Regions from separate parts of the Mus musculus genome. Here regions 1 and 2 are each linked to region 3. Evidence: chromatin contacts called from public Hi-C and HiCAR-type data. All regions are on one chromosome and are shown on one strand. The core of a region is the stretch at or near the end of the contact, and the rest is flanking DNA. Distances in the headings are between cores, read along the strand shown. Region 1 has its middle 49 kb from the start of Gm46018. Region 2 has its middle 86 kb from the start of Gm34282. Region 3 holds the start of 1110004F10Rik (RIKEN cDNA 1110004F10 gene).

Region 1 (2,700 bases), core at 77-2,576, 520 kb before region 3:
CCTGATAGTTAGACCCAATTGTGGTAGACACATTTAGGGTCAATCCACTTTGTGAACCTCTGGCCTTGAGTAGACGGGACCTGACATTTGCTTTGAAATGGCTAAGGCAATGGCATCCTGTTCTGACTCCATTTTGTGTTTGCTTTGATAATTCTCAGCCCTTTGCCCCACTCCTGCCTCGGTTATATCCGCCTCGGCAGCACATTTGAGATTTCCATGACCTTGACTCCTAGTATTTACAGAAGTATTTACAAAAATAATCACCAAGTTCGGTCTAAAATAACTGCTGCGCTCTGCCAGGAGTGAATGCTGGAGGATTACTCTGACCCTGGTGGAACTTTGATACATCTCTGTGGTTTTGCCTTTTAAAATGCTAAATCCCTGAAGTTGGGCACCAAGACATTTCTCAGAGACCAAGAGGATTGGAGACAAATAGGACGAGGAGACAAAACAGAACCACCAGTGACAAAATCAAACAACTACAACTACCTGGGTCAAACTTTCTTGTCATGCATTTAATCATTTACATTATTTACACAGTTGGCCAAACATTCACTCAGCAATCCCAAAACCAGATCTCTCATAAGAGGTATAACCAGAATACAGGGTAACCCTACTACTGGCATGCTAGTTTAGTGTAGGAGGACTAAATCAGGAAGAGGGCTTCCAAAAGAACTGGGTCTTCTTTGGACCTAAATCCCTGATCTGGAAAAGAAGCCCTTTCTTTGGGGTGTCTCCTTAGCCAGAAGTCTCCCCTTCCATCAACCGGAACTAGAAACCAGAAACAGAATTTAATTCAGTACCCAGAACTTAATTCAGTACTCTTGAGAGTGTTAAGAGGACTCTGTCTTCCTGTTTGGGAAAATATCTCTCCAGACTCACTGCGAGGAGGGCGGCCCTGGAAAATTTGTCAGGGCCGGCCCCCTCACTACCACCCCACCACCACCACCACCACCTCTGCCTGGCCAGGAATACGGCTCCTCACGGAGCCAGGGGAATCTCCCTGATACCTCCAATGTAATTATGTACCTGAGATAATTACTGACAACCACTCTGATTAAGCAAATTAGGAGTTCTGAGTCCTTAATTAATAGTCCTGTCCTCCCCTCTATCCACCCTTCCACCCTGCCTCCTGGCTCTTGCCTCCCCAGAAGAAAAGTGGAGCTAAAGCTGATTCTGCCGGGTTTTCCGCATTGTGCCACTAGGTGGCAGCCCCTACGTGCTTTTTTTTTTTTTTTTTTTTTTTTTTTGATCCTTGGAGAGTCTACGGCTGTTTGTTCTGGATTCTGCCACTAGGTGGCACTCAATCATTCGTCTTTTTGTTTTTTGTTTTTTGGGGTTGGGGTGGGGTGGAGTGGGATGGGGGGCGGGTAGTCTTTCCTCTCCAGGACAGAGGGAAATTCCAGCCATACCAATCCGATCCTGGAGTCAACTGTCCCTACTACACGTGGAGTTTCGATGAGTCCCACCAACAAGGGAGCTGTGGCAGGTGTTTAGTGGGGTCTTCTCTCATTTAACTTGGTCATAATAGAACTTCCTTTAGTCAATTAAGTTGAGGACCATCGACTCGAAATTCTCACCCCTTTGGTGTATGCGCTAAAAAAAAAATTTCTCCCAAGGAGCTGCGGAGGAATATGGGAAAAGAAAGGCTGCGCACTTACTTTGAGATTAACTGCTCCTCTTCTGAAGTGAAATGACCATCTACCAGTTCCCTGGACAACGCTATCGTGAAGGCAGTCTGGCTCAAGGTTTCATCGGCCCCCACGCGTCCTGATCAGGCAGCTTATATTGATCAGTGGGGCTCTAGTTTAAACCCACCTGTTCAGCTTAAACAGTTTGCTTCTAGGGATTATTCTGCTGTTCTGTGTTCAGTTGGAGCCTCCAGCTTGCCCCCTCACCCATCTCCCTATCCCTACCACCACCACCCCCAAGTCAGTAAACTCGATCCCTCCCTCTCTCCAACCCCCACTCCGGAAAGCCTCTGAGCAGAAGAAAGGCACCCAAGCCCAGTTCCTGACAGCTGTCCCAACCCCGCCCCTGAAGTCGCCAGCCACCTAAGCCCCCCTTCCCCCCCCCCAAAAGATGACCACAACAGGGCACAAGCCCAGCGTGTAGCAGACACGTGATTATCCTTCGCCTACAATCCATAAAAAACTTCCCTGTCACAGCCTGCCCAAGACTTTTTCCGGTCTCACCCACTGAGGCTGGCAAACTCGCATGGGAGTCGTTCCCAAATAAACCTGCCCTTTTTTACTTCTAATTCCGCTTGAATTGACTTATTTCCTTAGCTGAGAAAATCTACTAATTTGGTCTCTAAAAAATTCCTTGTCACTTGTCTCCCAACACCTATCCTGACACCTTAAGAAACCAAGGCTTTCCCCCCCCACCCCCCCACCCCCCACTCTCCCAAGCCCACCTCAGGCCATCTTCTCCGTGTCCTCTACCTCTTCCAGATTCACACACACACACACACACACACACACACACACACACACCTCAGGCCCCTCCTTCCCATCCTGTCCCACCCCACTCTATCCACCCCTGCCCCCACCCCTTCACCCACTTCCCCTTCTGGATCTATACACTCTTTTACTTCCCTCCTGGTGGAGACATCCAATTCCCCAACCTCCCCCTCCCACACCACCTTCTCCACCATTGGCTTTCCACTTGAGGTCCCACCATGCCCCAGACTCTACTCAG
Region 2 (2,700 bases), core at 23-2,522, 870 kb after region 3:
TGTCTGTCAGATGATAGCTTGGGGAGTGACAAACGAAAGAACAAAGAGACAAGGTAGACTGGATTACCCTCCTGACCTACGCACAGTGCCATGTGGAGCTGTGTAAACCCAGCAGCAGAGCCTCGGATATTTACAGCTGAGAAGGCAGAGTTACAGAAATGCCACCCCAAGGAGACATTGTTAGCACCCCAGCTGGAACTACAGCATGGCTTTGAGGAGTCCCAATCTAGACAGATGTGGGTTCAAACCCCAGTCATTTTATACACTTTATAAAATTTTAAGCCAACTACATAGGGTTTTGGAAATTATACTGCATCTATGACACTGGTGGTAACGATTAGGCCTTTCTCTTTGACTTATTACTGAGGTTTCAATGAAATGTCTTTAAGCTAAACAATTTTGGAATGTCCAAAATAGTTCAACAAATACCATTTTTTTTCCACTGAACATCCCACTGTTTCCATTTAGAAGGAGATTGGGCCTGCTTCATGAAATGGGCAGGGATGGTAACCTATGCCATGAAATACTTCGTCGGCAGCCAAAGTAGAAGGTGCTGGTTCCCATGGCATTTATTGATCACCTTCTGTGTACCTGGGTGTTAGTCAGAAGGTATCAGTGACCTCTGCGTGGATAAATCTTATTTAAGCTTTTGATCATTATGGTAAGAATTATTAAGATAAGGCATTGGCATACAATAGTGGTGAAGGTGAAGAGGCCGATCAGGAGAAATGACAAGGAAGGGCCAGCACCCCCAGACTCCCGCACAGACCTCAGGGAAAGACGTTGTTACTGTGGTGGCCCAGTACAATGTTCTAGGCATCCTAGACAGGGCGGGACTGTGTTGATTCAGTGGTGTGGACTCCATAGTCACGCTCACACATGGCTGCACTCTGTGTCTCTGTGTGGATGTCTCTCTGGTGTAGAAGTCACTTCACCAGAGCGGATGAGTCCTCACGTGTGTGCACTTGGGGGCCTTTTCTCTTGCAGTAAATGTAGCTTAAAAGCTGGTGACGGGGGCTCTTCCTGAACACCAACCACAGCACATCATTTTTCTTTCAGGGAAAAACGCTAGAAATTAACCTGCAAGGGGCAAGTCTCTCCTTTACTTCCTCTTTCTGCCTTCTCTTCCTCTGTGTGCGTCTCCCTCCATCTCTGCCGTTCTATTTATAGCTTAAGGCTTTCATGTTTTCACACTTAGCATATAAACGTCCTGTCTTACATGAGAGAGGGAGCACAGAGTGGCTCTGTAATTAGATCAGCACTCTGTTCCAACGGCACATGCTCGCTCGGGCTGGACATTGTTCCCTGCTCCACTCCCACCAGCAGACGTCACCAAGCCTCAGAATCCTGCCCGAACCCCTCCTTCCATGTCCCTTTTAATCCCTAATGACAGTCCTCCAATATGACTGTCCCCGGCTCCCTATCTGGTCCTCTTCTGCCACATTGGAGGTGACTTCAGTGTGCTCCACCAGGGCTCAGAAGAGCCTAGCTCTCCACTCTGATCTCTATGCAGAGTGGGAACCATCCCTGCTTGTTAAGGCCATCAGAATGACAGCCCACAGGGACAAAGCTCACCCCTCAAACTCGCTAGGTCCCCAGTCCCTAAAAAATAAGAAGACACAATTATAAAGATTTAAATTAAATGGAAAAAATACAGGAGCTAGGAAATGAGGCTTCATTTCCAAGCCCTCTTGATGCATGTTAGCGAATATTGTTGAGAACAATTAGGGCTGTGTGAGTGAGGGGTTTTTCCTCACTCGCTTGTCAGGTCAGAAGACAATCTGTTTATTTTCCTGATACAATTTTATTCAATAAACTGAAAGGATGGGAGCCGGGAAAGGGGATATGAACAGGATGTGTGCCATCAATTTGTCAAATAAATAACCGTGCTTGGAAACAACAGATTTTATTAATTAGACAGGATGGTGTATTATTACCATTAAAGTGTTATATTGCATTAATTTTTATATTTTACTCGGCTACTAATTACTGTAAAAGATTTCGGGAATGAAGCAAAATAAAATCATGCAGCATTATACATAATGTAAAGATAGCGTGAATTAATTTGCCCACTGATCGAGAGAGAAAGATGCACTGGGGCTGTCTGTGCTTCCTTGGCTGGCCTGGCCCGGGAGCCCCGGAAGCAGCCCTGTTGTTGGCAGGCAGAGGGGTGGGAGGTGAAGGATGCCTTGAAGCCTGGGGTTTGAGGTCAGGCACTGGACTACTGGCTCTGTAACCTTTAACAAATACTCACCCAGAGATCTCCGTGTTCAGTCTCCACTTGCCTTATGGCAACTGTAAGAGTTTGCCAGGAGAGAGAGAGAGAGAGAGAGAGAGAGAGAGAGAGAGAGAGAGAGAGAGAGAGAGAGAGAGAGACTCTTTCAATGTGGGAGGGGTGGAAGGGAGGATGGCAGGATTTGTGCAGGTGTTAAATGAAAGAGTATTCAGAGGTCTAGATCCAGCCTGGGTAGGCTAATGCCCAGGTCCTGGTAGAGCCAAGAGGCCAGGTCCTGAGAGAATCATATTTGCAGCTTCTCAGCCACTGCCCTGCTGGGACATACTGCATCCAAGTGGTGCAAAGCTGGCTGCTACTAAGGTCAAGACAACAGCGCCATGAGATCCTTGTTGTAAGTGCAGACCAGAGGTCTGGATAAAACAGGTGTCTCCCCCAGGGAACCCCATCAGGCATTGGTACCACGG
Region 3 (2,700 bases), core at 4-2,503:
TCTAAATTCCAGTCGCAGGGAAGACAAGGGACATGAATTAATCTCACAGACAACCAGTCATCCCTCCACTCTTTTTTAATTGATTACTAATCTTCCTCACAAGGCTAAAATTTATTCTATTATTACAATTCTGGTCCACACCCCATCTTCCAACCAAAGGAGTGTGGTTCTTAGTATTCTCTCATTAACTACAAAATAATTCAGGGAACCTTTTATGGCTCACAAAGGACTTATGAAAGATGTCAAACTGCACTAAAAGTTACAATTCTGAAGCTGACAGTGTATGAATAAGCGAGACCAGCTTTCATCTGTCTCAAAGATGACTTCCTCATGTCCCCTTCCCACCAACTTCCCCATCAATGTTTCCAAGGGATTTCATTATAGAAGAACCTAATTTTACAAGTTACCTGCAGTTTCTAAACACTATGCTAGAGCTAAGACAAATATAAGCATCCTCTTTATTAATCTTCAATTCCAGTATCTGGCATTGTAGTCAGTACTGAACAGGTTAATAAGGGACAGTTTATTATTTAAACTGATGAGCTGAAGGCATGAGAGGGCAGGAAAAAGGTATCTGACATCAAAATGCGCTTCTGGGTCTCACTCCCTCTGACCTCGCCATTATTCCATCCCCAAACTGTCTACCACAATCTTCGGCTTAATATTGGTCTCTGTTTATTAAGAATGGTGTAGTTAGGGCAGCAATTACCAGTACACTGCAAAAAAGGATTCGGGCTGGAAAATTTGTCCAAATGTGACTGAACATTTCGCGATTGCCAGAGGAGCGTTTTAGACCAATGTCAGGACTATGACATATCTATCCTGAAATGACTAAGAAATGAGCTTCACCGGTTTCCCAAAACGCAAAGACATCTCGATTAAGCTCTTTTTCCTTTTCGACCCTTCTCAGGATTTCCTTCCTCAACCCCCGTTCCTACGCAGGTCTCTGTATCTCAGCTCAGGGCCTCTTCAATCCTTCAGATTCTAGTAGGAAAAGGAAGACATCCCTCGTTGCGCCCCCTTCCTTCGGGCGCTTCTTCCTCCATCCACCCTTCCCGGCCTACCCCAGCCTTCACTAGGCCTCAACCCTCATCCATTGTTATTTACATCGTCGTCGGGGGAGGCTGAACGTTTCACCCCGTGCGGGTGAGACTCCCGGGCAGCACTCATCGTAGCTGGGATCCTGACGGGGATATGCCAAACACACTCGCAGTTCTCCTCAAACGCGACACCAGCAGCCCTCACCCAGCCGCCGGACCAAGCAGCGCCACTCCAGAACGCAGAGCCCCCTCCGGCCCTTCACCGCTACAGTCGTCACTGCTGCGGCCGCTCGTCACCCTGGAGCACACCGGGAGTTGTAGTTTTTTTGGACTCACTCTTTACTGGCCTGACTAAGCCGTCTTCAGTGACTTAAACTACATTTCCCAGGAGGCCGAGCGAAGCATCTCGCGCGGCGTGGCGGGAGAGCCCTCGGAGGCTACGCTTTCTTCGGCGTGTAGAGGGAGCTTTCCCGTGGATGGGTATGGTGGTGATCGTTGGCGGAGAGCTTCGTTGCCACAGACAGACCTAGAGTGGGTTTTCGCCTTTTTGTGTGTGTGAGGTTCTGCCCTGTTAGTAAACACATTCATCATAGTTAAACACATAGACTTAAGTGTAATGTTTGAGGCTTTTTGAATACAAGTTCTCGGCCCAAGACAAAAACCTAAAACATGGCTTCTTCCCCCAGCCTAATGTGTGGTCTCTACTGCTCACACGGGATATTCTAACGTCTTCATTCTCTTCCTTTCCTTCCTTCCTTTCTTTTCTTACTGAATAGAGTTCAGTGTGAAGCTGAAGGCTTGTTAATTGGCTGTTTTGTTTTTCGTTTTTTTTCTAAACAGCTCCACCCCTCAGGAATTGTGGACCGTTTTCCACTGGGCTTAGTGTATTCTAGATAAGAGTGACCCAACTCTCTGATCCCTTTTTAAGGTAGATATTATTTGAAACTTCATCGACTGAAGTCTGTCTGCCAAAAAAAAATCCTGTATCTTTATTATTTTTCTTGGGGTGGGGGTGGGGGGTAAGTTTCCTATATAATAAACCCCTTTAAAGTTACAATACAGTAGCAGTCTCAACCTGTTTCAACTGTCTCCTCAGTCTAGTTGCAAGAGACCACCCCCACCCCGCCCCCTTAGGATGGATACATTCGCTGCCCTTCCCATTTGCAATCTTGTTTCTAGTTCCCTTTTCCTCATTTCCCTGCTCCCTTTCCAGCCCCAACTAAGCTTCCTGCAAGATCTTGTAGTCCAGTGTTCAGATACTGAAGATAAACTTCTGTATGTTATAGCTGAATTTGCATCCACAGGTGAACCTGACATACTGTCAGGATGACTTTCTTGCCCTTACTCATTCTGAAGACTTCCAGCCTTGATTTTTAAAAAGATTTTTTTTTCAAGTATAAACAAATAGTATGACAACAGTACATGGCTAGTCTTAAGTCCCCATACCGAGTGGTCTATGAGACACCTGTCAGTGTCTGTGCTCAGCAGTTACTCTAGTTGAACTACATTTCAGATGACGATGAACCACTGATAGAACTGTGCCCAAAGTGAAACCTGACTATGCCTGTGAACCTAGTGTCTGGGAGGTGGTGAAGGAAGATAAGAAATTCAAGATCATCCTCTTCTAAGTAATGTGTGGTTTGTCAGCCGAGTCTATAGT

What was found. Hi-C and Micro-C count contacts between places; a contact is called where the count stands out from the background. HiCAR-type assays count read pairs that join an accessible place to other places.
Region 1: a Hi-C map of B cells shows a contact between it and region 3, with 5 read pairs. The contact joins the enhancer-like site here to the promoter of 1110004F10Rik in region 3. A contact is called at or near these places in 1 of 39 promoter capture datasets (stem cell-derived epiblast-like cells), 1 of 15 datasets of contacts at CTCF or cohesin (embryonic stem cells), 2 of 484 Hi-C or Micro-C datasets (B cells and uterus), 4 of 115 datasets of contacts at active chromatin or transcription factors (bone marrow-derived macrophages, embryonic stem cells and large pre-B cells) and 1 of 9 other capture datasets (liver).
Region 2: a contact with region 3 is called in a HiCAR-type map of astrocytes, with 5 times the contacts expected there. The contact joins the enhancer-like site here to the promoter of 1110004F10Rik in region 3. A contact is called at or near these places in 10 of 39 promoter capture datasets (the C10 cell line, cranial neural crest, embryonic stem cells and 5 more), 1 of 15 datasets of contacts at CTCF or cohesin (pro-B cells), 7 of 484 Hi-C or Micro-C datasets (LSK cells, the P5424 cell line, cardiomyocytes and 4 more), 13 of 115 datasets of contacts at active chromatin or transcription factors (acute myeloid leukemia, astrocytes, embryonic basal ganglia and 10 more) and 1 of 9 other capture datasets (pancreatic islet).

What each region holds. Positions count from the first base shown.
Region 1 is chr7:116,607,142-116,609,841 of GRCm38.p6, reverse strand. No RefSeq gene overlaps it. Among named protein-coding and RNA genes, the nearest start is that of Gm46018, 49 kb to the left of the region's middle. Within about 2 kb of position 1,326, at least 37 of the 459 cell types and tissues checked have an H3K27ac peak or open chromatin away from gene starts, as enhancers often do. A contact at or near this core is called in B cells, where this site is marked.
Region 2 is chr7:115,217,398-115,220,097 of GRCm38.p6, reverse strand. No RefSeq gene overlaps it. Among named protein-coding and RNA genes, the nearest start is that of Gm34282, 86 kb to the right of the region's middle. Within about 2 kb of position 1,272, at least 134 of the 459 cell types and tissues checked have an H3K27ac peak or open chromatin away from gene starts, as enhancers often do. A contact at or near this core is called in the P5424 cell line, astrocytes, embryonic forebrain and 7 more, where this site is marked.
Region 3 is chr7:116,091,933-116,094,632 of GRCm38.p6, reverse strand. It overlaps 1110004F10Rik (RIKEN cDNA 1110004F10 gene), which reads right to left and starts at 1,253. Exons shown (of 5, transcript NM_019772.2): 1 at 1,108-1,253. The coding sequence starts at 1,170. It overlaps 1700003G18Rik (RIKEN cDNA 1700003G18 gene), which reads left to right and starts at 1,484. Exons shown (of 4, transcript NR_029433.1): 1 at 1,484-1,571.